2 separate regions of the Mus musculus genome follow, and region 2 is linked to region 1. Evidence: chromatin contacts called from public HiChIP or PLAC-seq data. All regions are on one chromosome and are shown on one strand. Each heading gives the region's core, a stretch centred on a gene start, on an enhancer-like site or on the middle of the called end of the contact. The rest is flanking DNA. Distances are from core to core; before and after follow the strand shown.

The links. HiChIP or PLAC-seq counts read pairs in DNA pulled down with a chosen protein or histone mark.
Region 2: a contact with region 1 is called in an H3K4me3 HiChIP or PLAC-seq map of the SCID.adh cell line, with 11 read pairs. The contact joins the promoter of 5830418P13Rik here to the promoter of Srprb in region 1. A contact is called at or near these places in 3 of 39 promoter capture datasets (the 3T3-L1 cell line, hippocampal neurons and pre-B cells), 1 of 484 Hi-C or Micro-C datasets (the C2C12 cell line) and 4 of 115 datasets of contacts at active chromatin or transcription factors (the 230-238 cell line, the SCID.adh cell line, effector CD8 T cells and 1 more).

The regions. Positions count from the first base shown.
Region 1 is chr9:103,200,628-103,203,427 of GRCm38.p6, forward strand. Srprb (signal recognition particle receptor, B subunit) reads right to left here and starts at 1,438. Exons shown (of 7, transcript NM_009275.4): 1 at 1,285-1,438; 2 at 660-754. The coding sequence starts at 1,432.
Region 2 is chr9:103,422,146-103,424,945 of GRCm38.p6, forward strand. 5830418P13Rik (RIKEN cDNA 5830418P13 gene) reads left to right here and starts at 1,433. Exons shown (of 6, transcript NR_040466.1): 1 at 1,433-1,484. Bfsp2 (beaded filament structural protein 2, phakinin) reads right to left here. Exons shown (of 7, transcript NM_001002896.3): 7 at 2,779-2,800.

The DNA.
Region 1 (2,800 bases), core at 188-2,687:
TTTTTGCCAGGCAAGAAAACAGACTGAGTCACCTCCCCATCCCCAGACCACGTATTCTAACAGCATCGTGTGTGTATGTGTGTGTGTGTGTGTGTGTGTGTGTGTTTTTACAGGTTTTCCTAGAGTCTTTTTTATATAACTCCCAGGGGGCTGGAGAGATAGCTCAGTGGTTAAGAGCACCGACTGCTCTTCCGAAGGTCCTGAGTTCAAATCCCAGCAACCACATGGTGGCTCACAACCATCTGTAATGAGATCTGACTCCCTCTTCTGGTGCATCTGAAGACAGCTACAGTGTACTTAGATATAATAATAAATAAATCTTAAAAAAAAAAAAAGAATTAACTCCCAGGGCTGGAGACTCAACTAAGTTGGATAAGATCCCATCCTGCTTCTAGCAAAGGGACCTGAATTCAATTCCCAGCACCCACATCAGGCAGCTTTGAAGACCGACTCTACAAAATCTGACACATCTGGCCTCTACAGGTACAGGCACTCATGTGCATATACCCACACACATACATATAATTAAAAAGAAAAAAAAATATTTTTAAAAACATGTCCTAAACTTGCTGTACCAAATAAACTGCAAGATGACAGGGCTACGGAAATGCCTTACCCATCCCTCTTAAGTCTAACCGAGGTGAAAATCAAAGCATTACCCTGACAAACAGCAACGTTTTCCCAGAGTCACAGAGACCAACGAAGAGAACAGCTCTCTGACTGCTCTTTCGGCTCCAGATGAACTTCCAGAACACTGCAGAGAAGAGAAAGGCAGCCTTCATTTTCTAAAGACATTATTAGTAGGCATTTACGACAAAAAAACAAAGCGTCCATCTGGACTACTTTCATTGTCACACGGATTAGAGTCAGTTTTGTTAGGAACTCACGGAGCGCCAGCCACTATCAACTGTAAACCTTTTCACGTCTATTTCCCTCATCCAAATGTGGAGACTAAAAGTATACACAGAATGATGGATCTGGGAAAAATTAGTGGCTTGCTACATTTGATTGGTGGATTTCTACTCTACCTTAGTACCCCAGTATCTCAGAGCCCAGTTCAGACACAAGTGGCTCAAAGTTGGAATGAACGATGGCGGCCGCAGCGCTCAAGCGCACAGGGCCGCCTCATGTAAGTCCTGTCCCAAGACCCAGGTCACTTCAGCGTCCCCTTTCCACACTGCTGGGTCTGGAAGACGAGTAGTAGAAGAGGGAACGCAGCCGTCCGCCTCCCTGGCCTGCGGCGCCGAGCCACCCTGCCCTCGCCGTGAATGCCGGCCGCCTCACCCAGCGTCAGCAGCACCGCCAGGAGAGCCACCGCCACGGAGAGCAGCGTCGGATCCCTCTGCTGCAGCTCCTGTCGTAAGGAGTCGAGGTAAGGCTGGAAGGCGCCACCGGCGCCATCGCCAACTCGCCGGGTGTTCGCCGAAGCCATGAAAGAGGTGTGTAGTCTTCCCGGGCCGCCAAAGTTACGTGGCTCTAGGCTCCACGCCGTGGTGGGGCGCGGGGCATCACGGGAGTTGTAGTCCCTTAGGGGTATCTCGGCTAAGTGCCTGATGGGAGTTGGAGTTTTTTGGTTTCTACAACCCAGTTAGCGAGTGTATTCATATCGGCATGCTTTGAGACATGTATAGCTTTGTGGAATTTTTTTTCTTTGCATTTTAATTTTTTATCTTTGGAGAATTTCATAAATGAATATGATGTCTTTTGGTCAAACCCACCCCTCTACTCCCATTTCATTTCGATTTTTGAAAGAATGATGACTTTTAGCAAAATTAACGGCTACAAAACTTCATTTGAGGGTGAGGATTTCTACTCGGCCGTTACATGGGATGAAATTTATGAGAGATTTTACCACAGTATGATGTGACCGAAGATGTGATGGAGTCACAGAGAATCCACAAAGACACATCAAGTCCTTTATGAGGTCAGAGAAAAGTAGCTAGAGATGGACCTGAATCTTGGAGGATGCATTAACCTATACCGGCAACTAAAGAAAACAGAAAAAGACGCACGGAAGAGAAGCTTGAGTAAAAGCCAATGACATGTGGGAAACTCGGGAATTCTGTGTCCTGCATTGACACGTCCAGCACGGAAAAAAATGACTGCATTTTAAAAAGCAATCAGGAAAATCAGTGCTCGGGAGGATGTGGAGGTGTCGACGATAGATTGATCATTCCCACCCAAAGGAAGCAGGCCTACTCAACCAGGTAGGCCATTTGAGAGGCCCAGAGTAGACAACATTTTTCAGTTTCTCAAGAGGACTTATTTATAAAAGATCTTCATGGGAACTCTTCTACTTAAGATTTCATCGGGTAATCGAAACATTTAAAAAAAAATGTGAGCTTCAATTTAAAAATATCTCTGCGAGTCAGAAGTGGCCAAGCCTCGAGGGCCATTTGCAGCCTCTGTCATTAAGTAGCTGTCATTATTTTAAAGTATTTAAGTACAGGTCTGCCTGGGAGATGACAGGAAAAGTCGATGTCACTTAAAGGCTAAACAAATTCATTAAAATGTCGCACTGCCACATAAAACCCCAACTCCTGCAGGTACCAGGAAGAGAGGAAATGAGACATTCCCTTCCTCTCTAGTGTGGCAGTGAGTGATTGGGTAGGAAATGAAACAAAGATGTTAAAGTTTGAGTTTGGAAGGTTCGCAATGTGATTTCGATTTCCATACATCCTCAAAAGGCAGAGGGCAGGTGAGAAGAAGCCCACTCGAGAGGGCCACTCCGTTGGCCTTACCATCGCCAGATACTGAGTCGCTGGCTACAGGCTATGTATAAGAATGATTAGATTGTCCA
Region 2 (2,800 bases), core at 183-2,682, 220 kb after region 1:
ATTTCTGTTTGCCAGTGGCAACCACTGCTAAGATTCTGTATTGGCCCAAATCCTATCTTGCCCAGAGAGGCAGTCTATTGAGCCAGCAAGCTGGCTCATTGGGAAAGGCACTTGTCACCAAGTCTGATGACCTGAGTTTGATCCCCTGGGATTAACATGGTGGAAGGAGAGAACCAACTCCCAAAAGTTGTCCTCTGACTCCACCAGCACCCCGACAAGCTCCTCCCAACAAACACATGGGTGTAATTAAGTAAAAGCTGGTGAGGTGGCCCAAGGGCTTATTGAAGAATGTGTGTAGGGCAGTTAAACAAAGGGCAGTGAACTGGGTGGCACTTACTGAATCCTGTAGTGGAGAAGCAACTGAAATCAGATTTATCTTCATGCCTTTGGGGACAAAATGAATTCAGGGAAGGGGCCATGCAAACTGTACAGTGCCACGTTGCTTTGTTTAGTCCTTGCCCCACCAAGATTGTCAACCCATGAGAACAGAAATGATCTTCCTTATATGGGTATTCCCCCTCCCCCCAGTCTGTCAAAACATTTGAGCATCAATCCATGCTTAAAAGAATTACCAATATCCTTGAAGTACAATTTAAGGACATTGTTATCAAAGGATGTGGGGGTCTCAACGCTAATGGGTGCTATTATGGTATGTGTGTGTGTGCGTGCGTGCGTGCGTGCGTGTGTGTGTGTGTGTGTGTGTGTGTGTGTGTGCGCGCGCACGCGCGCTCTCAAGCACACACCTGGAAACCCAAAATCCATGGAGTTGAGTAGTACGGTGTGGAAAGAGCTTAGGAGGAATCCAGCCAAAGCCCTTTACCCATCTACTCCAGAACAAATGCTCGTCACCACCGGCAGCAGCCTCCCCCACCACCTGTCAGGGAACCACTGCCAACGGGTAATTGTACCGTGATGTTGTGAGAGGAAGTCTGATTTTCAAAAGGCGCTGGCAGAATCCAGGGGCCAGCGGGGCCTTTTCATACCTGCTAACGAAGCCTCATTAGAAGCAGCAGGAGCCTGCGCTGGGAACTGGAAGCAGCCGTCAGTCATGATCTTCCCCTGCCAAAAGGTGATTAACTTTCTGACTCGCGGCACCTGCTCGTGGAGATTTGCAGGGCAGAAGAGTCTAAAACTCGCAGCCCCACTGGGAGAAACCCTTGAGAGGGCGCGCATCTACTCTCCTTGCATACCAGTGGCTTCCAGATTCGGCAAAAACAAACAAACAAACAAACAAACAAACAAAACCCCAGCATGGGGTCCTCTTCACCTTCCAGGCCCTGGGCTGTGTAGAGGTTGGAAACTGAAATCTTGGCTTGGAAATAATAATTAAGGATAATAAGAAAGGCAAGAAGGTCTTGCAGCATCCAATGTCGCTGAGACAGCTGCACTGTCTTCCTGATGGCTTTTGCACCCAGGTGGTTCAATTAGGAGCAGTTCGCAGCGAGCAAGCTAGCAGGGCAGTGGAGGCTTAGCTGAAACGGAGCGTAAGTGGTGTCTTTTCTATTTCTGGACTTCAGACACTGAATTATGTAAAGATATTGTGTAGAGTCTAAGTAACTGGCCTTCTGGGAGACTCGTGGGTTCTCTTTCTTTGGTCCTGCAGGCCAGCAAGGAAATCTACGGGACAGAATCCTAACCAGGACACACCTTGCTTCTTTTAAAAGGTTGTTGGCTTGTTTTGTTTTTTGAGACAGGATTCCTTTGTGTAACAGCCTTGACTGTTCTGAAACTCTTTTTTGTATGTCAGCCTGGCCTTGAACTCACAGAGATCCACCTGCCTCTGCCTCCTGAGTGCTGAGATTAAAGGTGTGCAACCTCACATTCTCGGCTGTTTGTTTTTAAATAAAGGTAAACACTGTTTATTGGTCTTTTTGGGACTTTACATCCATATGAAGGTCTTCAAATGTTCCCACACAGGGATGTATCCCTCTGTTGGGGTAAGTAGCTCACAGTGACAAAGGGACAACGACGGAGCTTATCTTGGTCTAATTCTGTGTAGCAGGCAGGTAACAGAAACAGACGTGTTTGTTTTTGTGGTGTGGTGGTGTGTGGTTTTAGAAGCACTGAGAGCCTGTGGTCCCACACAGGTGGTGGTTTCAGTTGTAATCTGAGGGCAGGAGGGTCTTGCCTTCGTGGGAAGCAGATGCATGAATAGATTTGGCTGGCCCGAGCCTTGAGAGGGCTGGCGTGGGGGGCGGGGGGGGGGGGTGGAGGGCGCTGGCATGTGGATCCCAAAAAAGAAATGTTGAGGCTGTAAATGGGTGAACTACCACAACCTAATTAGTCCCCCATGGGTTGAAACTGATGGAGAGGTGTTATGCTATGGGCAAATGAGATGTGTGTGTGTGTGTGTGTGTGTGTGTGTGTGTGACAGAGAGAGAGAGAGAGAGAGAGAGAGAGAGAGAGAGAGAGAGAGAGAGAGAGATTTGCATGTGACCAGGGTACCCGTCAAGTGCAGAACTTTTGAATGAACAGCCTTTGTGTGTTGATAAAACCAGAACAGTTGACCTTGAGGCAATGATGAGACTGATGGACTCATTTAACAGGCTCAACATGCTGTCTAGAAGCATCCAAGAATGGCTCCCAGTATGGGGGGTGTAGTGTATCATACACACTTAGCATGCATGAGGCCCTGGGTCCTATCCTTTGAACCAACAAAACAAACACACGCACATACTCATGAAACACCAACCCAAATCCCCAAAGAGGCCCTGGGACCTGCAGAGAAAAGGAAGGGTTTCTGCACCACCAGCAAGTTAGCCACAGCAAATGGCAGACTGGGAGCCACACGCAAAGTATT